Linked DNA regions of Mus musculus: all the other regions are linked to region 3. The links are chromatin contacts, called in public HiChIP or PLAC-seq maps. All regions are on one chromosome and are shown on one strand. The core of a region is the stretch at or near the end of the contact, and the rest is flanking DNA. Distances in the headings are between cores, read along the strand shown. Region 1 overlaps Ppp2r5c (protein phosphatase 2, regulatory subunit B', gamma). Region 2 has its middle 42 kb from the start of Gm40577. Region 3 holds the start of Slc25a29 (solute carrier family 25 (mitochondrial carrier, palmitoylcarnitine transporter), member 29).

Evidence for each region. HiChIP or PLAC-seq counts read pairs in DNA pulled down with a chosen protein or histone mark.
Region 1: a contact with region 3 is called in an H3K27ac HiChIP or PLAC-seq map of trophoblast stem cells, with 5 times the contacts expected there. The contact joins the enhancer-like site here to the promoter of Slc25a29 in region 3. A contact is called at or near these places in 1 of 39 promoter capture datasets (liver), 8 of 115 datasets of contacts at active chromatin or transcription factors (astrocytes, embryonic forebrain, embryonic limb bud and 5 more) and 1 of 9 other capture datasets (adipose tissue).
Region 2: a contact with region 3 is called in an H3K27ac HiChIP or PLAC-seq map of thymic regulatory T cells, with 8 times the contacts expected there. The contact joins the enhancer-like site here to the promoter of Slc25a29 in region 3. A contact is called at or near these places in 1 of 39 promoter capture datasets (cranial neural crest), 9 of 115 datasets of contacts at active chromatin or transcription factors (the NIH/3T3 cell line, SST interneurons, astrocytes and 6 more) and 2 of 9 other capture datasets (adipose tissue and pancreatic islet).

The regions. Positions count from the first base shown.
Region 1 is chr12:110,470,628-110,473,944 of GRCm38.p6, forward strand. The region is part of intron 3 of Ppp2r5c (protein phosphatase 2, regulatory subunit B', gamma); the gene reads left to right. The region is part of intron 5 of Gm19605 (predicted gene, 19605); the gene reads right to left. Among named protein-coding and RNA genes, the nearest start is that of Gm19605, 13 kb to the right of the region's middle. Within about 2 kb of position 1,829, at least 36 of the 459 cell types and tissues checked have an H3K27ac peak or open chromatin away from gene starts, as enhancers often do. A contact at or near this core is called in trophoblast stem cells, where this site is marked.
Region 2 is chr12:110,373,999-110,377,161 of GRCm38.p6, forward strand. No RefSeq gene overlaps it. Among named protein-coding and RNA genes, the nearest start is that of Gm40577, 42 kb to the right of the region's middle. Within about 2 kb of position 1,328, at least 19 of the 459 cell types and tissues checked have an H3K27ac peak or open chromatin away from gene starts, as enhancers often do. A contact at or near this core is called in thymic regulatory T cells, where this site is marked.
Region 3 is chr12:108,834,542-108,837,491 of GRCm38.p6, forward strand. Slc25a29 (solute carrier family 25 (mitochondrial carrier, palmitoylcarnitine transporter), member 29) reads right to left here and starts at 1,335. Exons shown (of 4, transcript NM_181328.3): 1 at 1,111-1,335. The coding sequence starts at 1,144. Mir345 (microRNA 345) reads left to right here and starts at 2,432; the gene lies at 2,432-2,527.

The sequences.
Region 1 (3,317 bases), core at 579-3,078, 1.6 Mb after region 3:
CAGGTTTGAACTTGTGAGCCCAAGTGATGCCTGCAAGTAGCTGGGTCACCACGGTGCCCAGCCTAGCCGGGTCTGCAGGCGCACACCATGGTGCCCAGCTTACCCTGGCTGTCCTTTTTCTTCTTACTGTACCACTGATTGACCCGAGGACCTTATTCGCCCTAGGAAAGTGCTCAACCACTGAGCTATACCACCAGCCTTCTTTTGACTTTATTATTTTGCAACATAAACTCACTAATTTGGCCAGACTATTCTTAAACTTACCCTCTAGTCCAAACAGGCTCTGAATTTGTTAGCATCCTACCTTAGCCTCCTAAACCTGGGATTGTGGTTTGCAGTGCTAGGTCTAACTTACACTCATTTTTTTTTTTTAATGTTGATTTTTGTTCTTGGCAGCATTACAAAATTCTTACATCATTTTTTTCTTTTATCAGTTTTGGTAGGTATTTATTTATTAACGAAACCCTTAAACTTTCTTATATAGGGACTGGAGAGATGGCTCAGTGATTAAGAGCACTGGCTGCTCTTCCAGAGGACCCAGATTCAAGCCCCAGCCCTCACGTGGCAGCTCACCCTGGTTGCAGGGGACCGGCCTTAGTCATTGATCTATTGCTATGAAGAGACACCATAGACACTCTTAGAAAGGAAAACGTTTAGTTAGGGCTGCTTTATAGTTTCAGAGTCTTAGTGCATTATCACTGGGCAGAGAACATGGCTACACATAAGCAGACACAGCGCTGGAGACGGAGTCAAGGTTCTACATCCAGATCCACAGGCAGGAAGAGAGAAATGAAACCCAGGAGCCCACCCCCAGTGACACACTTCCACCGACAAGGCCACCCCTGCTAATCCTTTCAAATACCACCACTCCCTATGAGCCTACAGGGGTGAGGTGGGGGTGGGGTGGGTGTGGGGGGCATTTTCATTCAAACCACAACGTGATCCAGTCCCATAATTCTGGCTTCTCCAGGAGCCAGGCCCACATCTGGTGCACCGATGTACAAACAGACCAAATAGCCATACACATAAAAATAGAAATGACCTTGTTTTAAAGTTAAGGCTATCAGCTGAGGGTGGTGACACATACCTTAAGATCCAGCACTCAGGGAATCAGGAAGGTGGATCTCTGTGAGTTCAAGACCAGTCTGGTCTACAGAATGAGCTCTATGACAGCCAGGGCTACACAGAGAAACCCTGTCTCGAAAACAACAAAGCAAACATAAAAGCCCTCTATATGGTAAGGCCATGCTATCTGCCATAGCTTCAGTTTGGTTGCCCTTGATTTCCCTCTCGTGTTGGATCGTTCTGTCTAGGACTATAGCATGCTTTGAGTAAGAGTGTGAGGATGGCGTCCTCCTGTTGCTCCTGACCTCAAGGAATGCTTTCAGCTCTTCCCACTCAGTACACACAGCCTTTGTTGTGAAATGTGTCCCTCTGTGCCTGTCCTTTCTTCCCTCTGTCTCTCTGTTTTCCCTTCCTTTTTTTTTTTTTTTTTGTACTGGAACCTGTAAGGGTCTATCATTCTCTGAAGAATGATACCCTGGACTCAAACTATGTAAACACAACGAGTGTTTTATTCTGCACAAGTCCAGCATGCTGGGGTCTCCCATTACCCGAATAGAGAGACACACAGGTGAGCTCACAGGCCTGATTTAAAGCACGTTAGGGAATTTCTGGGTAGGTGACCTCTGTGTTAATCTGTTGGGTCCATCTCTATGCAGATTCCTTTACCTGGGTGTAAGGGCTGGGAACCTGCTGTGGAAGGTCTGGAAGCTGCTGCTGACCCATTGTCCTTGCCTCAGGCCAGATGATGGGCGGGGCAGCTTCTGGGGACTTGCCTGGACTTGCCCGGTTCTCAGAAACAGAGATTTGGGCCTAGTCTCCTTAACTCCCAATGTGAAGCCTATCAAAGAATCAGCCTGGCCTTCTCAGAACCCACTAAAGTAGAAATTAAAAGTATGTTGACCAGGCTGGCCTCAGACTCACAGAGCCCTACCTGCCTCTGCCTCCTGAGGGCTGGCATTACAGACATGCACCATCACAGAGTACCATGGGTTCTTCCTGTGTCTGATGTCACGATGGTCATACAGCCTTTCTGTCTATCATTCTGTTAATGTGATAAGTTTATTGGTTACACGTGTCAAATCATTCTTGCCTCTCTGTTATGACTCATAGATTTTGTCCTCTTTCTCTGTTTGTTTGTCTCTTTCTTTCTTGATTCATTCATTTATATGAAAGCTGTCTGCATGGACACCTGAATGCCATCAGATTGCATTACAGATGGTTGTGAGCCACCATGTGGTTGCTGGGAACTGAACTCAGGACCTCTGGAAGAGAAGCCAGAGATCTTAACATCTGAGCCCAGTCTCTTGCTTCCTCCGTTTTCTTTCTTTCTTTTTTTCTTTTTTTTTGGGTTTTCGAGACAGGGTTTCTCTGTATAGCTCTGGCTGTCCTGGAACTCACTCTGTAGACCAGGCTGGCCTTGAACTCAGAAATCCACCTGCCTCTGCCTCCCAAGTGCTGGGGTTAAAGGCGTGCGCCACCACGCCCGGCTCATTTTCATTTTTTAAGATGTATTTATTTTTATTTTGTGTGTATGAGTGTTTACCTGCATGTATCTAAATGTACCAGGTGTATTGCTAATGTATACCAGGCTGACCTCAAATTTTGAGAGAGCTAGCTGTCTGCCTCTGCCTCCCAAGTGCTGGGATCAAAGGTGTGGGCATGCCCGTGCCCATCCACGCCCAGCAGCTCTAGATGTCTTTAACTTGACTTTCTTATTGAAATATAGTTTCTTTTGTGTGTTTGGATGTGAGTCCTCTTATTTTATCATACAATTCACTCATCAGTATTATAAAAACTAAATACAAGGCCGGGCTGTGGTAGCGCATGCCTGTAATCCCAGCACTTGGGAGGCAGGCGGATTTCTGAGTTCAAGGCCAGCCTGGTTTACAAAGTGAGTTCTAGGACAGCCAGGGCTATACAGAGAAACCCATCTCATGTACCCCTAATTCTCAGTAGCAGGCACAGAATCACCCTGGTTTTTTGAATACCTGTTCCCTGTTGTCTCACTGAGACTCTCCTGGTGTGTCTCCTCCGCAGCCCATCTGTTTACCTTTTAATTTCACATGGTTGTCTTTTTCATTTCTGGATGTTGTAGTTAATTTTTTTTTTTAATTTTCCTTGTGGGCTTGGGAGATAGCTTGGTAGGTTGTAGTGCAGGAAACACAAGTTTGGGGACCCAAGTTCAGGCCTCCAACATCCATGTAAAATTCTGGGTGTGGCTGTACCTGCCTGTAAGACCAGCCTCTAGGGTC
Region 2 (3,163 bases), core at 78-2,577, 1.5 Mb after region 3:
GGAGTTGGGGTCCCAGGCTAGTCTTCTGGAACCCATAAAGAGACACCTGTGTAAGGAGCCAAGGGAGTTATTTCCAAAGGACTAAACACCACATACCAAGTTACCTAGTGCACATAGCTGTTCAATAAGGTAGGCGCACGCCCACGCCCATTCCCAGGATATGTAAGCTGAGGCTGAAAAAGACTGCAACAAGCAAGAAATTAGAACTAGTACCTGCCAACCCAGACTTGGCTCCTGATCACTCCAGAACCAGACCCCATTCCTCAGGAAGCAGTGAGCAATCCCTCTGCCCACTCGTGTGCCCACTCCCCTGTATAACACACACACATGCTGGCCAGTACCCATGCCTTAAGGGAACACTAAGCTCAAATCGTATGAGTCCTCGTATGAGGGCACTGGGGGGCGGGGGGCGCGGGGGAGAACCGGGGTGGGTCCCTGACGCCGACAGTGCTAGTACGGCTGCTCTCTGGGACCTCCAGTTTATTCTTTAAGGAAGATCTCAGGAATTGAGCCACTGAACACTGAAGCCCCAGTCCCACAAAGTAAGGCTTCTAGGAAATACCCCAGACACTCGCTGAGACAGACTTCTGGGAAGGGGCTCACAGCCCACCCCAAACTGAGGGGGTTAGCCCTCTGCCGTCAGCCCAGGCTGCTGGGACAGGGAAGTCCAGCCCATAGGCAAGCCCTGGCTGCAGCTATGGGGTCTGAGGGCAGATGCACACCTGGGGGTCCTGGTCCTCTCTTTTACTCCTTATCTGTGTGTGATCTCCGCCCTGGGCTACCCCTTGGCTCCCCACAATACCCTTCCTGCCTTGGTCAGTCTAAGTGGATATCTGCTACACAGAAAGCCACTCTCTGTCAGATTATCACGTTATCCCCTCATAATAGGTACAACAATTATAAGCACCCATCAAGCCTGGCTGACGGACCCTACATCATAGGGCAGATTGAGCCACGGTTTGTTTCCCTGTGTCTCCCCTGCCCCTCTGACACCCACCCCTAGGAGAGGATGGTCGGGTGAAGGAAAGGTAAGGGGTTATTGCTTTTCGTTTGGCCCAAGCTGGGAACCACTGGAGGTTGAACTGTGAACTTGTTCCAGCTTTCCTCTGGACCTGGATGTCCCACCTTTGCAGTGAGGTGCTACAAGGTACCCCAGTAGGAGTGTGCAGAAGGTGGGGTGGGGGGGGAGGCCAGCTCCAGGACCCAGCTCCAGGTCAGATTGGGTCAGCAGCGTCGCCATGCAACGGGCGCCAGAATGAGGCTTATGCGTCTGCCTCCTGTCTGGGTCCTGCCCCAGGAGGGACTGACAGGGCTATTATTGCTGTTCTTGCGCAGGGCCACTCAGACACCAGCTAATTTGTTTCAATCGCACCCCCTCCCTTATTGATCAGTGCTTTCGTAGGGTGTTGCGTTAAATGACTTGTCGCCATAGCAACCATCAGATACTCCTGGGGACCGATGAGTCTGTTTCCTGAGCCAGATCGCCCCCTAAGAGCGCGAGGGAACAAATCTCTTTTCATATCGTGGCTGTCTGCTGAAAGGGACAGGATATTGCTCAGACGAGTCCTTTTGAAAAACAATATTAAAAAAGAACATAACCAGGTTTTTCAACAGATTATAAAGTTGTTTCATAAGGTGCCTTCCTCTTAAGAAATATGAAATCAGATTTTAAAACCTTTGACCAAGTTAATCTTTCTCCTGACTACTTTGTCTCTCCTTAGGAAATAAGCTGAAATATGAAAGCACTTCCCTGCATAAAGACATCAGCCGTACCATTTATTAGGAGAAAAATTGAAAACAGACTAAAAGCACAGTAATGGAAGATTCAGATAAACTACAGTTCACACACCTGTGAGCATATTAGAGATGTTTCCAATGTTACTTATGAAAGAGACATTTATGTCGATGGGGAGAGGAAACAAGATGTTTAAGCCTGTCTGCGAGGTAAACTTAATGAACACAAAACAAGCCCCAGCGTGGGAAGGGAGGCGACACTTGAGCACCCACTGTGTGGCCAGCCCATCCAGGGTCTTAGGGTCCAAGTCATCTCTACCTCTTGTGCTTTAAAAACAATTAATATGCATTGTTACTTTTCAAAGAAAAGGGGTGTGTGTGGGTGTGGGGGGGGGTGTTAAGCTAGGGTACCTTTTTCAACCTCCAGGTTAACAATGAAAGCAAGATCCTAAATTCTGAGAGTGAGGAAAGAATTAGGGACCTAAGCCCCCTGCCAGTCTCCAGGCTCTAGGAAAGACCAGCAGCTCCCCCACCAGGATGCTCACGCTTTGGTGAGAGATGTTCTGTCTGCAGGGGCTAGAGGCTGCTGGAAGCCAGGTGCTGCTCAGGAGGTGGGGTTGGGGAGCTGCTTGCTGTGTGCATGGTGGCTCACTGCAGAACAGGACAGCTATAAAGACAACACGGTACAGTGGTGTGTGCCATCCTTAGACTGCACATGCTTGCACCATTTAGGTTTCTAGACCAAAAACACTGTCCTGTGGTTGCCCTGGTCTAAACCATAGCTAGCGTGGCATGGCACCTGCCTTCGGACTAAATGTAACTTTGTATTAGGAAACAAAGAAGTGCCCTCTTCCAGGGGTTCAGCTCTGTGAAGGCATAGAGCCCCCCCCTCACCCCCCAGTGTGTTGGGGAAGCTAGGCTAGACTCACATCTTCATAGGTACAGCTGCAAAACTGAATATCCCCCAGTACTGTCAGGCCAGAGGCAGGCAGGCTTCCAGAGCCTGCAGTACCATGAGCGCCACCTTCAGTCCCCCTAAAGCAACTACAGTACAACCCGCAAACCCGCAGCACCTTCCCCCCCCCCCCCCCCATGAGGATCTGGAGGTGAGAGAGCAGGCCAGCCTTGTCACATCTAAGTGCTTTTTCTCCTGGGTAGAAGGACAGGGGACAGCTGGAACCATGTGCCAGGCCCCTTTTATCCCACTACTTCCCACCTCTACACATTTCTCCATTGCCAACTCTCGTCATAGGAACCCCAGATGGAGAAGCACTGGGGGGGGGGGGGTGTCTTGAGTGACTGTTACAACACAGGGTGGGTTGACCTTAGCAGGACCTGGCTGCCGCGGATACATCAGGTATATCCTGCTGGTCTCCACACTCAAAGCCATAAGCAGAGACGCAGAGCACTTTGCCAAATATTGGGATAT
Region 3 (2,950 bases), core at 85-2,584:
CTGGTTGAAGACAGATGGGTATCCCAGGCAGGGAGGGCCTACTTGAGCAAGTGCCCATGGGCTTGTGGGACAGTGGGGGTGCTCAAAGTCTCTATGCAAGCCTGGCCTCAGGGTGAATATATGCTCCCCAGATCAACTGTATATCCCAGGCTACAAATGGAGGTAACTCTGGCCCTGGGGAAACTGCAGTACAAGGGGGTCTTGGCCACGGCAGGAGTCCTGGCCATTGAAGATGCCCTCACCTGCCCTGTTACAGCTGGGGCTAGCATGGGGCTCTTTCTGGGTCTCTAATTCTCCACCTGCTTGTGGAAATCTCTGTGGCCTTCCCACAGCTTACAGAAGAAAGACTTGGTGACAGTCTGGTGGTTCTCAAGCACCTAGAGGGTACGTCACTGCTCAGGGAAGGCATTCTGCCAGACAGCAATGTTCTCCATCCAGGAAGAAGCAAGCACGGATTAAGCACCTAAGGCCAACTCCAGCCTATCACTGTTCCAGGAGAGACCTTTCCGGGTAGGGCTATGAAGGATGAAGACAGCAGGACAGGTGGATGAGGAGCCAGGTCTGGGCCTCAGAGCTGAACATATAACCAGCCAGACCACTACCACCTCAGTCGATTCACCTGGAATCCCAGCGGCTAAACCAGGCTCTATTTAATACTTAGTAAATAAACTAATCCTCTAGGCAAAAGGAAAGGCACTAAACGTTCAACAGGTCCGCACGGTAGTGTCATGGGCAGACCTAGCCTGCTCTCAGCTTCGAGCGCTCTTCAGTCAGGTTGACATGACCATTTATTTGACCACCCGGTGGACCGCCTCCTCCTCTCCTGAGCCCTCCAGCAGCTTAAAGCAATGCATGGGAAGTGCTGGGCGCCTGGGGTCGGGCCAGCCTTCTAGGAGGTCGCGCGGTGTCACCAGCCTCGCTCAGACAGCTGCGGGAAGGGATCAGTAGGCTGCGCGCCCGCATCCTTCTGTTCTGTCCCTGCCTCCGGCCAAGCCGCGGTGCTGCCAGGATCCCCAGACCTTGCACTCAGTGCGCACGGAAGGGTCAAGAAGACACCTGTCGCCGCGTACCAGCCAGAACGCCCGCCTGGCATGCCGGTCATCTCCTTACCTCCGGCGCATCCAGCCAGGAAGTCGAGCGCCATGGCCCGGCCCGGCGAGCCGGCTGTGTCTTACTACTCCTCGGGCCCGGCCCGCGGTTGGCCGTCGCGACTCCTGCTATCTGGCCTCCGGGCGCGCAGCCGGGTCGGGGAGGCGACTGGATGGCGACTCCTAGAAAAGCACTCCCCTGGCGTCCAGCTTGCCGGGCCTCACCTCGCACCGCTCGCACCGCCCCGTCGGCCTCAGCCCCCGCGGGGGCAGAGCGCAACCAATCGGTAAGCGAGGCACGGACACACCCCGTGCTCCGGGTGCCGCCGCCAAGTCTCATTGGCTGGGCGCGCCTGGAAGGTGTGGCCTCGGGCGCGGCGGGCGGGGGTGCCTCCCGGCTCAGTAGACAAAGACTGTGCTTCTCGGGCCCGCCCGCACGGCGCAAGGAAGGGGCAGTGCGGTGGGCACACTGCACACTGGAGCCCAGAACCTCCCAACCGCACGGTCCGAAGGGCGGCGCTCGATCTGCTTCAATCCTCGGACCCCTCACGGTATTTGGATGCGACTCTCCTGCTCAACCTCATCGTCCTTGCCTGTGTCAAGAGGACACAGTGGCGAGTGCACACGTGGAACGCCGCGACTCTCCCAAGGCCTACTTTGGTCTTGGACTCAGCTTGCTGGGAAAGTTCGAGAACGACCGCCCACTTGGAGGGGCCTCTGAGGCCCCGGATCTTCTTAAGCGAACGCGCAGGAGTACTGAGGACCCAGTGCACCCAGGCAGAGACAGGGACTTGAGTTTGAAGGACGTAGAAACGTTTTCAAACAGAAGGGGCCTGTGGATGGGGCCTGAGGATGGAAGGGTGCCGCCAAGCCCGACGTGTTCCTGGGAGCCGCCAGCAGGCCAGATCAGGGGCGCGGGCATCTGACTGCAGCTCTGGGCCTTGGGACAGGGTGAGCTAGGTGCAGGACAAGGAGCAAGCAGATATTCCAGGCTTGGAGAGCATTAAAGTTGAGGTGGGCTAAGAACCCGACGCGCCGCCCCCCACCCCCCCAGTTGCTGGTAATATCTACAACAGCAAGGAGTCTGGAAGCAAGTCCAAGTGATGGATACAGCCATCACTTACCGGGCCTCTGCTGGTCGTGACTTTCTTTTAAGCTGAGAGTGGAGTAACAGACTCCTGTGGTTACTCGAACTCTGCTCTTGCCTCTCCCCTCCCTAAACTGGGCGCGGAGTTGTGGGATGGCAGATCTGATGGAGGGGCAGCTCTGAGACCAGGGACCCCAGTGTTGTTTGAGAGGTGGTGTTTATCCTTGGAATTGAATGGACCCTTCGTGAAGCCGACACCCAAGTCCAGGCCTGCTGACCCCTAGTCCAGTGCTTGTGGTGGCTACTGGGCCCTGAACTAGGGGTCTGGAGACCTGGGTTTGATCTCCACAGGCTTTGAGTCATCTGGATGCCTTCTAAAGGCAGGTGGTAAGAGGAAGAAGGAAGTACACACTGGAACTGGGGTGATTGTAGGATCCCTCCTGAGGCCTTTGCCATTAACCCCAGCAATCCTCCTGCAGGGACACAGCCATAAGAATACCCTGGGGTCCGGTGGTAAAGCTCGGGTCTTCACGCCTCCACCCTGGTTTCTGGTTCTAAGAAACGGGAGGGCATCCGATGAGACAAGACGGCTCTTTCTGCCTGTGGCTTCGAGACAGGCTCTTGATATGTAGCCCAGGTTGGTCTTGAACTTGACACCTTCATGGCCTGCCTCCTGAATGATGACACCTGGTTACCTTTTCTTTCCCTGGAGGTGGAACTCGGGGTCTCATGCATGCTGGGAAGGCAAGAGGAGAACTTCCTGAGCCTCATCTCT